2 separate regions of the Sus scrofa genome follow, and region 2 is linked to region 1. Evidence: chromatin contacts called from public Hi-C data. All regions are on one chromosome and are shown on one strand. The core of a region is the stretch at or near the end of the contact, and the rest is flanking DNA. Distances in the headings are between cores, read along the strand shown.

Evidence for each region. Hi-C and Micro-C count contacts between places; a contact is called where the count stands out from the background.
Region 2: a Hi-C map of alveolar macrophages shows a contact between it and region 1, with 4 times the contacts expected there. The contact joins two enhancer-like sites. A contact is called at or near these places in 1 of 5 promoter capture datasets (liver), 25 of 47 Hi-C or Micro-C datasets (adipose tissue, alveolar macrophages, blood and 13 more) and 2 of 2 datasets of contacts at active chromatin or transcription factors (alveolar macrophages and skeletal muscle).

The regions. Positions count from the first base shown.
Region 1 is chr13:133,454,826-133,461,237 of Sscrofa11.1, forward strand. No RefSeq gene overlaps it. Among named protein-coding and RNA genes, the nearest start is that of PIGX, 38 kb to the left of the region's middle. Within about 2 kb of position 4,841, at least 2 of the 83 cell types and tissues checked have an H3K27ac peak or open chromatin away from gene starts, as enhancers often do. A contact at or near this core is called in alveolar macrophages, where this site is marked.
Region 2 is chr13:133,520,890-133,527,221 of Sscrofa11.1, forward strand. No RefSeq gene overlaps it. Among named protein-coding and RNA genes, the nearest start is that of NRROS, 28 kb to the left of the region's middle. Within about 2 kb of position 1,907, at least 25 of the 83 cell types and tissues checked have an H3K27ac peak or open chromatin away from gene starts, as enhancers often do. A contact at or near this core is called in alveolar macrophages, where this site is marked.

The sequences.
Region 1 (6,412 bases), core at 3,591-6,090:
CCGAATTTGGGCTGAGACTCACTCTCATTGCAGCAACCAGGTTGTGGGTCTGGAGACTTATAGGCCTTGCCCAATAGACTGTCATAATTATAAACAGCCCAACTGCCTTAGGTTGGTTCACTTTATTTTGTTTACACCCTGCTTTGCAGAAAATCCCTTCAGCAAATATATCTGCATCTCTCTCCTTCTTGTAGGAGGGGAAGTACAGGGAGGAAAGGATTGTTGTCTACATTCCGTCTTCAGACATTCACCTCTCCCTGGAGGAAATCTCTTTCCCTCTTTTCTGTTATTCAGAGGCCTGTTTCGCATAGCTCTTTTTTTTTTTTTTTTTTCCTTCTTTCTTACAGGCAGTAGCATGTATGTTAATTAATAAGCCCTTTGGCACATTTTCCTAAGCTAGGTTGTAACACTGGCAATTCATTTTTTGAAAAAAAAAAAAACATTTATACACATGAAAAGATGCTCAACATCTCTGATTATTAGAGAAATGCAAATCAAAACTGCAATGAGGTCTCACCTCACACTGATCAGAATGATCACCATCAAAAAGTCTACAAACAAATGTTGGAGAAGGTGTGGAGAAAAGAGAACCCTCCTACACTGTTGGTGGGAATGTAAATTGGTACAACCATGATGGAGAGCAGTCTGAAGGTTCCTTAAAAAACAAAAAATAGAACTACCATATGACCCAGAAATCCCACTCCTGGGCATGTATCTGGAGAAAACCAGAACCTGAAAGGATGCCTGCACCTTAATGTTCATCGCAGCGCTATTTGCAATAGCCCAGACATGGAAGCAACCTGTCCATCTACAGAGGAATGGATAAAGAAGATGTGGTAAATATATGCAATGGAATATTACTCAGTTATGAAAAGAATGATTAAATAATGCCATTTGCAGCAACATAGATGGACCTAGAGATTATCCTACTAAGTGAAGTAAGTCAGACAAAGATAAACGTCATATGATATTACTTGTATGTGGAATCAAAAAAAAAAAAAGATACAAATGAACTCATTTATAAAACAGAAACAGATTCACAGACTTCAAAAACAAACCTACAGTTACCAATATGCAAAGGTTGGGGGGTGGGGGAAGAGTTAAGGAGTTTGGGATTAACATATACACACTATTATATATAAAATAGATCATCAACAAGGACCCATTGCATAGCACAGGGAACGCTACTCGGTATTCTGTAATAACCTATATGGGAAAAGAATCTGAACAAGAATGGATATATGTATATGTAGAGCTGAGTCACTGCTGTACACCTGTGCTACAATGTAACATCACATTATGAATCACTATACTCCATTATAAAATAAAAATTAAATTTAAAAAAATCCTGGAGCAATTATGACAAAATGATGGGGTTAACAAATATAGATGGTGTGTATCTGTTATACATTAAAAAAAGAAAAAAACATTTATATCAAATGTTTACAGCAACAGTCTCCATTAAAATACAAGATTAAATTAAAAATGTATTTAGTCATTATGGGGTGGATATTTTTATATTTTTCTTTCTTTGTAAGGAGATGTCTGCAGATTCTAACAAAGTCCTGAAGAGTCAACTCACATTTTAACACCTGCCCTCTCAAAAATCCATGTCCACATTCACTGCTTTGATCCATACTTTATTTGTTGTCCTCATTGTTATTATTGTCTAGATCTGTTACTATTGTTGTTCCATAGTTCTTTTATCTTAAGTGCAGTAAAGTGCATCAATTTTAAATGTACAGTTCAGTGAATATTTACATATGTATACATCCAGGTAATACCACCAAGACAGAGGTACAGTATATCTTCCGTACCCCAGAAAGTGCCCTGATCTCTTCCTTGTCGATATCCAATTCCCCCAAAAGTTACAACTACTCAGACTTCTACTACCATAGATTGTTTCCATCTTGTCTTGAACATAATTGAATCCAACAGTGTGTGCTCTTTGGCATCCGGTTTCTTCGCTGAACATAGGCCAGTGGGATTAATCCATTGTGGCATGTAATAGTAATTCATTCTTTTATGTCTTTTAATTAATTAATTAATTATTTATTTATTTATTTATTTTTAAGGGCCACTCTTGGGGCATATGCAAGTTCTCAGGCTAGGGGTTGAATCAGAGAGGCAGCTGCCCACCTAGGTCACAGCCACAGCAACGCTGGATCCAAGCCATATCTGCAACCTACACCACAGCTCACGGCAACTCGGGATCCTTAACCCACTGAGTGAGGCCAGGGATTGAACCCGAACCCTCATGGATCCTGGTCAGGTTTGTTAATCACTGAGCCACGAAGTGAACTCCTAAACAGTCTTAGTTTTAATCAGTCTTTGCCTACCTCAAAGTCATGATGATATGCTCTTATTTTCCTATAGAAATGTTATTTTATTTAAAAATTTTTTTTTTTCTTTTTAAGGCCAGACCGGTGGCATATGGAGGTACCCTGTCTAGGGGTCCAATCAGAGCTCTAGCCCCCGGACTAGTCACAGCCACAGCAACGCAGGATCCTAGCCGTGTCTGCAACCTACATCACAGTTCACAGCAATGCCAGAACCTTAACTCACTGAGGGAGGCCAGGGATCGAACACACGTTCTCATGGATGGTTCATTAACTGCTGAGCTGCAATGGGAACTCTGAAATTGTATTTTTTATTTTATTTTCATTTATTTATTTTTTGCTTCTTAGGGCTGCACTCGCAGCACATGGAGGTTTCCTGGCTAGGGGTCTAATTGGAGCAGTAGCCACCGACCTACACCACAGCCACAGCAATACAGGATCCGAGCCTCGTCTGTGACATACACCATAGCTCAGGGCAATGCCAGATCCTTAACCCACTGAGCAAGGCCAGGGATGGAACCAACAACCCTCATAGTTGAATATTGGTGGTGAGAGCCCCACTCTTCATCCTGATGTCGAGGGGAAAACCTCAATATTTAAGTGTTAATTGTGATGCTACCTATAGGCTATTTATAGATGGATAACGCTTGTTAGATTGAAAGGGTTTCTCTGTTATTGGTTTGCTTAGTGTTTTATTGCATAGTGAAGCGATTACCTGATTATTGGCCTTTAATCTTTTTTTTTTTTTTTTTTTTTTTTTTGTCTTTTGTCTTTTTAGGGCCGCACCTGCTGCATATGGAGGTTCCCAGGCTAGGGGTCAAATCAGAGCTACAGCTGCCGGCCTGCACCACAACCACGCCAGATCCGAGAGCCGTGTCTGCGACTTACACCACAGCTCCCAGCAACACTGGATCCTTAACCCACTGAATGAGACCAGGGATTGAACCCACAACCTCATGGTTCCTAGTCAGATTCGTTTCTGCTGCGTCACGACAGGAACTCTCTCCTGAAAATTTGTTGTAAAATTTACACTGATTGATTTTCAAATATTATACTAATCTTGCATTACTGCAGTAAATCTGGCATTACTGACCAAAATGTGATATTTTTTGCTGGCTTTGGTTTGCCAATACTTTGTTTAGGATATTTGTGTCCAGGTTCATGAAAGACATTGTCTAGTAATTTTATTTTTTGTAATGTAATACCGTTTTTCTTTTCCAACATCAGGATTATCTTAGCATCATAAAACAAATTGGAAAATATTTCCTTTTCCCTTACACTTTCAAAGTATTTGAATAATAACTTAAGTATTTTGAGCAGCACACTGGGGAAGCCATCAGGATTTAAAATTTACTTTGTGGGAAGATTTCAATTATAGATTCAATTTTTAGACTTATTCAGATTTTTCTTTCTTCTTATATCAGTTTTACCTGTATTTTTCAAGGAATTTGCTAATTTTATCTAACTTGCTCAATTTAGTGCACAAAGATAGTTATATCATCTAATCTTTTTAATATTGTAGGATCTGCAGCAATAGTCTTATTTTCATTCTTGATATTGATAATTTGTATCTTTTCTTGTTGATCAGTCTTGCTAGAATTTTTTTTTTTTTTTTTTTTTTTTAAGACTGCACCCAGGGTATGTGGAGTTCCCAGGCTAGGGGTCGAATCGGAGCTGCAGCTGCCGGCCTACACCACAGCCAAAGCAATGCAGGATCCAAGCTGTGTTTGCGACCTACACCACAGCTCACGGCAACGCCGGATCCTTAACCCACTGAGCAAGGCCAGGGATGGAACCTGCAACCTCATGGTTCCTAGTCGGATTCGTTAACCACTGAGCCACGACGGGAACTCCTTTCTTATGTTCTTCTTATGATTAGACTGAGATTATGGGGTTTTGGAAAGAATATCACTAGGTGATGTGTCCATCTCATCACATCATATCGAGGTCCTTAATATCTGCATGACACCCCTCGTGATGTTAAATTTGATCACTTGGTTAAAGTAATATTGGCCAGGTCTCCCCACTGTAAAGCTACTGTTTCCCCTTCTCCACATTCTCTCTCTTGGAAGTGTCACTAAGTCCAGCCCACACAAAAGCAAGGGGGATGGGAGGAGGCCAAGCTTTACCTCCTAGAGTGGGGAGCATCTATATGCATGTTTCAAGAATTCTTCTATCCTTCTCTCTTGACTCCATTTATTTATTTATTTATTTAATCATTTCTCTATATTAGTATGGATAGAGACAAAGCAAAGCCGGGAAGGGTAAAGAACCGATTTGAAAGTAAACAAGCTGTTGACTAGCAGAGATTCTGAGGGCTCAGAGGCAGGACTGAAGTGTCTTTTGGATGACTGGATCCATGATTGATTGATGTTCTGTGTCATCCAGCTTTGGGATCAAGACTAGAAAGGGCCATCGTGTTGATTTGCATTGTGTGTGGCAAGTGCATGGTTGACACAGGAACAGAAACTGCTCTCTCAGGAGCACAATAAATTAAGAAAGCTAAAGAAAATAGCTTCTATTACACATGTGCCACACCCTTTTGGTTAGTGCTTCAGTACAGCAAGGAGTTACCTCAAGCCCATGTTAACCAGAGTGGTTCAGTACTCAGCTCTGGATACTCAGGAGCATCAGGAACAGTGGAGGGTCTGGGAGATGGAAGTGAAGAAACGTAATTATAAGTGCAGTCATTGAGAAGAAAAATAGCTTTGTTCTGTATCCTCAGGGCTAAGTAGTGCCTGGCACAAGGCAGGGGTTCAATAAATATTTGCCGAATGAATGAATGTCTTCGGGCTCTGTGCCTGGTCCCTCTCATTACAGAACACTGGAGGGCATGGCACAAAAGTAAAGTATTTCTGTGCACTTGGGCTTGAAATAAGCCCCAAGCAAATGAATGAATATTCTTAAAAGTTAACAAACCTGAATGGTCTACGATGTTGAAATCATAGAGAAGATGCTGAGCTATGATTCCCTGATGAGGACGTCAGATTTGAGGATGTATGGGTGGGGTGATGAGGCGGGTTTTTTTTTTTTAAGCTCTGGTTGACTGATACCAAGAAATCCGTGGGCAGTTCTCCAGCAGAGCACCCCTTGTCATGCTCGGTAACTTCTAACCTTCCTCTTGCCCTGTGCTCCTCGGTTTCTGTCAGTTGGTTTGTGGCAGAGGGGAATTCCAGCCCATTTTAGGGGCATTAAGAGGGAGGTTCCTGACCAATATCCCTTAGGTGCATCCTGAGACCCCAATGAGAAGGGTAGATCAGAAACATACTAGTCTCAGAGGATTACTGGACCAGGAATGGATATGAGTTGGCTAAAATCTTTGCAGGCAACAAACAAACAAATCCAGGTAAGTGTTCTCACAAATCCGGAAGCTCACAGTTATAGGCACAATGAGATAAAAGTAGGTAAAAGAATTACGGTAAGCCCACTTCATCACCATCTTCGGGCCATCAGCAAACTAGTCACTTCCAAATTGCTCTGTTTCTTAACTAGGCTGACCCCCTCCATCCTTTATGATTTTAATTATTAATATTTTATTTATAAATACTTGCCTGCTTTATCCAGAGAGCTAAACAGAATGCTCCTTAGAATTATGGAATGTTGGGAGCTCCCTGCGTGGCTCAGTGGTTAACGAACCTGGCTAGTATCCATGCATCCATGAGGACACAGGTTCGATCCCTGGCCTCGCTCAGTGGGTTAAGGATCTGGTGTTGCCATGAGCTGTGGTGTAGATCACAGACGTGGCTCGGATCTGGTGTTGCTGTGGCTATGGCATAGGCCAGAAGCTGTAGCTCTGATTCGAGGCCTAGCCTGGGAACTTCCAAATGCCGCAGGTGTGGCCCTAAAAGGCAAAAAAAAAAAAAAAAAAAAAAAAAAAGAAAGAAAAAGAATTACGGAATGTTGCATTTGTAAGTCACTGAAGAGATTATCTAGTTCAACCTCCTTATTTTTGTAAGTGGAAAGGTGAAGTCCAGGAGAGAAATGCGTGCCTTAAGGGTGCATGTTGAGTTAGAAGTCAAGTCTAACCTCCCAGTTTAAGGCTCTTTGTTACCCCAGTGCTGCTCTTCTACCTT
Region 2 (6,332 bases), core at 657-3,156, 63 kb after region 1:
CTTGTCAGTCGATTCAATTGCAAAGATTTTCTCCCAGTCTGTGGGTTGTCTTCGTTTTGTTTAGGGCTTCCTTTGCTGTGCAGAAACTTTTAAGTTTAATTAGGTCCTATTTGTTTATTTTTGTTTTTATTGTCATTACTCTAGGAAGTAGATCTGAGAAGATATTGCTGTGGTTTATGTCAGAGAGTGTTTGGCCTATGTTTTCCTTTAAGGGTTTTATAGTATCCAGTCTTATATTTAGGTCTTTAATCCATTTTGAGTTTATTTTTGTGTATGGTGTTAGGGAGTGTTCTAATTTCATTCTTTTACATGTGGCTGTCCAGTTTTCCCAGCAGCAATTATTGAAGGGACTGTTTTTTCTCCATCATATATTCTTGCCTCTTTTGTCTTATATTAGTTGACTCTAGGTCTGTGGGTTTAATTCTGGGCTTTCTATCCTGTTCCACTGATCTATATTTCTGTCTTTGTGCCAGTACCATGTGATTTTGATGACTGTAGCTTTGTAGTATAGTCTGAAGTCAGGGAGCCTGATTCCTCCAGCTCCATTTTTCTTTCTCAAGATGGCTTTGGCTATTCTGAGTCCTTTGTATCTCCAAAAAAAACTTTAAAATATTTTGTTCTAGTTCTGTAAAAAACATCCTTGGTAATTTGATGGGGATTGCATTGAATTTGTAGATTGCCTTGGGTAGTATAGTCATTTTGACAATACTGATTCTTCTAATCCAAGAGCATGGCATGTCTTTCCATCTGTTTGTGTCATCTTTGATTTCGTTCATCAGCATCTTATTAGTTTTCAGAGTATAGGTCTTTTGTTTCTTTAGGTAGGTTTATTCCTAGGTATTTTATTCTTTTTGATGAGATGGTAAATGAGATTGTTTCCTTAATTTCTCTTTCTGATCCTTTGTTGTTAGCATATAGAAATACAGTCGAGGGAGTTCCCGTTGTGGCGCAGTGGTTAATGAATCCGACTAGGAACCATGAGGTTGCGGGTTCGGTCCCTGCCCTTGCTCAGTGGGTTAACGATCCGGCATTGCCGTGAGCTGTGGTGTACGTTGCAGACGAGGCTCAGATCCCGCGTTGCTGTGGCTCTGGCATAGGCCAATGGCTACAGCTCCAATTCGACCCCTAGCCTGGGAACCTCCATATGCCGCTGGAGCGGCCCAAGAAATAGCAAAAAGACAAAAAAAAAAGAAAAAAGAAAAAAGAAATACAGTCGATTTCTGTGTATTAATTTTGTATCCTGCAAAGTTACCAAATTCATTGATGAGTATTTTTATGTTTAAAAGGTGTATACTGATGTTCTTAGGGGAAGAATGTCATGATGTCTTTAAATATACTTTTAGATATTTTTGCAAAAATTAACAAAGTGAGCCAAAGGGAGGAGAAACACTTCCCAGAAGACACTGGGCACAGAGGAGGGGGCAGAGGCAGTATGTCAAGGTCACAGTAAACATCAGGGTAAACCACACACATCTCCTTGGCAAGGAAAGGGGCCACCAACGGCATTGTTCTCAGCATTTCCTTCCAGCTTAGGTCCTGGTCCAGGTGGTTTTTGGGTTTGTAAGTTTCTGAGAAGCTCATGCCTTTATCAGGACCTCTCCTGTTAAAGGGGGTGTCAGCCTGGAGATTGAGGAGAAGGGAGGCCTGGGTGGGCCAAAGGGGATGGCTGGAGGAGGCAGATTTCAACTGGACAATGGAGCTGATTCCTTGAGGAATCAGCAAGAGTCCCATCTCTGGAAGCCTCGAGCACAAGCTGGAAGACTTGGGAGAGGCAGCCTGGATGATTTCTATCGTCCCTTTCAGCTCACATGCCAGGAGCCAGGAAAAGGAGCAGTGGGGTGGAAGTGGTGAGAACAGGACAGAGCTGCAGGGAAGGAGGCCAGGGCCAGGCATAGACTGGGCTGGGCCTTGAGCTAATTCTCTGGCTTCCCTCCTAGGACATTGCTTCTCAGCACTGCTTCCTGTCTCTTGCAATCTGGAGAAGTCAATTTCCTTCAGTGGCAGATTTCATTTGATAAGAAAGGGAGGGGAGCCCCAGCCAAGCTACCATGGGGGCTTTCTTGAGCAGAAACAGGGAGCTCAGTTTTAACAGTTCCTTCCCCATCCCAACCAGTCCCCAAAGGAGGGAGGATAGGAGAGAAGCTGCAGGGCAGATTACTACAATGTTTGTCTTGAACTTTGCAAACGCTATGTGTAAAACTGGCAAAGAACAATGACTAGTGTATTTCCTAGCTCACATGAGGACAAAACAACACATTTAGCCCAAAACACTGGCCCCCAGGACCACTCTGTGCTGGGCTTAGATGGGATACAAAGATGCCTTCACAGCATTCAAAACCTTCAACTGCAGAAAAAGGTGAAAAATTAAATATAAAGAACTCACAATAATACATATTTTATTCTGAATTGCCAGGAGAAGATATGGAATCTGTGGAAACACTTAACAGACTATATGCTATATTCTTTCTTATCTACCTGGGGTAGTTTAGATGCAGTCTTAGGTGAAGGGCAGGGTAATGGTCTTGGACCAATCACCCTTTGGTGGTCTTGGCCAAACCCAGAATTCTGGGGGTAGGTCTCCCAATTTGTCTCCCTTAGCCCGAAGGAAAGAAAGACACCCCTCCTCTCACAGAGGACTGGGAGCCAAGTCCCTAGAAATAGTCCCACTAAACCCACTCTGTTCTGTCCCGACTTGTCTCTCAATAACACTGGAACTCTCAAGAATCCAATTAGTCCCAGTATCTGATGCCCATGTGCCCATGAAACAGAAACCAAAGTACTCTTGAAAAAGAAATAGTCATGACAGATGATGTTCGGAAAGCATTCTGCAGTTTATAAAAACTTTTCATATTGTCACCTGACGAGTATCTCAACTCTGTAAGGTAGTCATAGGGGGCATTTTCAATATCCATTTGCAGATGAGAAAACTGAGGCTTGAAGGTAAGTGACTTGCCCCAAACCACACAGCAGTAAAATCAAGCTTATGGCTTATGTCCTGGCCCCAAGTCCTTTCTACTACTCCACACCGCCTGTACTGTAATATGCCACAGTGGCCAAGTTGCATAAAGGCATTGTGACAGTGGGTGTGGGGAAAAGCAGGGAGAAGGTACCAGGTTCACATTCTTTGGGGATCTCCCATCACTGTGCTTGACCCCCCACCCCACGTGTTCTGCTCCCAGGAATTCCTTCCCCACACAGCATGCAGGTGTAGACCAAGTTATAGGCCAGATTGCGGGGGTGGAGTGCCCATGATCTCATCCTGTCCAGGCAGAGGATTCAGCAAGTGAGTGGGCACAGGAGGTTGTGTAAGAGACTGCCAGAGGCCTCTGATAAGGGGTGATTAGAGTCTCTAATTGAATCTAAAAATGATGCCTCTGGGGAGAGAGACAAGGAGCTAGGGAAGCCAGCCAGCTTGCTCCTCCCTCACGCTGCATCTCTTCTTCCCAGGGTGACCCTGTGTGTCAAGGAGGTGCTTACTTGGATGGACACAAAATCGGGGTGGTGGGAAAATAGAAGAAATGAAAGAATGGAAAAGGAAAGCTGGAGGAACTAGAACTTTCATGGGCAAAAGTAGAGGATAAGTAATTAGGAGAAAGGGAAAAACAAAAATCCAGGTCCTCAGAAGTATTGAGAGGACCTAGATTAGAGTTTTCTTCCCTCCAAAAGAAAAAGACCCTTGTCAGTTTTATAGAAAACATGGTGTTTGTGGCTCAACCCACCGCAAGGTGTGGGTTTGGCTCTGAGGTGGGAGGAAGAGCTAGTTAACTTTTTCCACTCTATGGGTTTCCTTCTGTGCTCTCCTCCCCACAAGGCACCCCAAAACACCCCACCTCCCCTGACAACCTGGAGTGTGCCGCTGCTGCCCCCTGCTGGGAGAACGCGGCAGGATGGGGTGTGGTGGGGAGCCAGTGCCTTTTGGGGGGTGGCCCCTTTCCACACCCAGGCCAGAAGCAGGAACTCTAAGGAGCAGGCAGCAAAACAGTATTTTAAATACATACTGACTCCAAAATTGATCTTTGCAGGAAATAGCTGAAACATCTGGCTTAGAGTCGGCATATAACTTGTTAAAAGAGGTTAAAAAAAACCCAACTATGTAGATCATTACTTTCATAACAATTAAAGTCAATAAATGACTTTTCATTTTTTTATAAAAGGAGATAAAGAAAGAGCAAGAGAGAGAGTACCCCCCTGAGACAGAAGGCTTTTGATGAGGTCTAGACTCCCTTTGGCCTATTTGAAACATATTAACTATCCTAAAGCACAGTGTTTGTGTGTTGGGGGGGGGGGATCTTCAAAGACTACCTTCAAAGAGAATAATGTTCAAAATCTTCAACTAACCTTTTCTCACCTCTTATTCCAAAGTCCGTAGACTGACCCCAACCCACCTTTCCAGCCTTGCCTCCCACTAGACTTCGTTGCACAGGCTGTGCTCCAATCAAACTGAACTCTTCACTGTTCCCAAATTCTCCCTTCTTCCTTCCCACTGTCATTTCACTGTTAATGCTTCTCTCTTATCATTCCCCCTGCTCTTCTAGCTCTATAAGTAATGTGCAAGTAATGTGCACAGATACAAAATTATGAAACAAAAACCGACAAAAATATAACAAGAACAGCTAAGCATTTTTTAAAAGCCAATTGGGAGTTCCTGTTGTGGCTCAGTGGAAATGAATCCGACTAGTACTTATGAGGTTGCGGGTTCTATCCCTGGCCTCGCTCAGTGGGTTAAGGATCCAGCATTGTCATGAGCTGTGGTGTAGGACGCAGATGCAGCTCAGATCTAGCATTGCTGTGGCTGTGGTATAGGTCAGCAGCTGTAGCTCTAATTCGACCCTAGCCTGGGGAAATTCCATATACCATACGGTGGCCCTAAAAAGCAAAAAAAAAAAAAAAGAAAAAGAAAGCAGTAACTTCTTCAAACTTCTTCATTGTGTTTTACATGTTTTGAATTTTGTACAATGTGCCTATATTTATTATCAAAAATAATAAATTAATGAAATGAGTTGCTTTTAATAAAAAAGATTAGCATATTTGAAATATAATCTTTATTCAATGATTTTAAAAACTTAGCAGACAGAAGCACAAGAAAAGTTTATAATTAAGACATGACAGAAGAGTAAACACTATGAAAAATATCTTTTAAGTAAAACATATGTAGCAGCAGCCAAGTAACCATAAACAGGTTGGTCTCTAATCCAATCTCTTTCAAAAGTCTCATAAGAAAAGAATGGAGAGAACTGTGAAGATGAACTTTTTGAAAATCAATAGTTCCTGTATATACCTGCATGCAAAAAAATAAAGTTCAACCCTACTTCCACCATAAACAAAAATTAACTCAAAGTGACCACAGGCCTAAAGATAAGAGCTAAAACTATTCAACTCTTAGAAAAAAAAAAAAGGAATAAATCTTTATGACCTAAATTAGGCAATGATGTCTCAGATATGACACCAAAAATCCAATAGACAAAAGAAGAAATAGAGAAATTGAATTTTACCTAATTAAAATTTGTTGTCCTTCAATAGGGCATTATCACTCTAAGGTCCATAAAGAACCTCTATAATTCAACAATTTTAAAAGATAAGATTTACAATTTAAAAATGGACAAAGAATTTGAGTAAACATTTCTCTAAAGAATTTATGTAAATGCTAAAAAGTACATTAAAAGATATTCAACATTACTCAAAAATCACAAGATACCACTTCACATCCACTAGGACAGCTAGAATTTTTTTAAAAAGAAGAATAAAAGAACAAGTGTCGTCAAGGATTTAGAGAAATTGTAACCCTCATACACTGCTAGTAGGAATGTAAAATGGTACGCTCACTGTGGAAAACAGATTGGCCATTCCTCCAAAATTTAAAGATAGAGTTACCATATTATCCAGGAAGTCTACTCCTAGAAGTGCCACTGAAGGGAATTGAAAGCATATTTTCATACATACATGTATCTAAAAATATGGACACAGGGGTTCCTGTCGTGGCTTAGTGGTTAGTGAATTCGACTAGGAACCATGAGGTTGTGGATTTGATCCCTGGCCTTGCTCAGTGGGTTAGGGATCCGGCGTTGCCATGAGCTGTGGTGTAGGTCGCAAACTGGGCTCAGATCCCAAGTTGCTGTGGCTCTGGCGTAGGCCAGCGGCTACAGCTCTGGTTAGACCCCTAGCCTGGGAACCTCTATATGCTGTGGGTGCGGCCCTAAAAAGACAAAAAAAAAAAGATTAAAATAAATGAATAAATTAAATTAAAATATGGACACAAATGTTTGCAGCAGCATTATTCTTAGTAGCCAAAGAGTGGAAACCAAAATGTCCTTCAACTGAAGAATGGACAAACA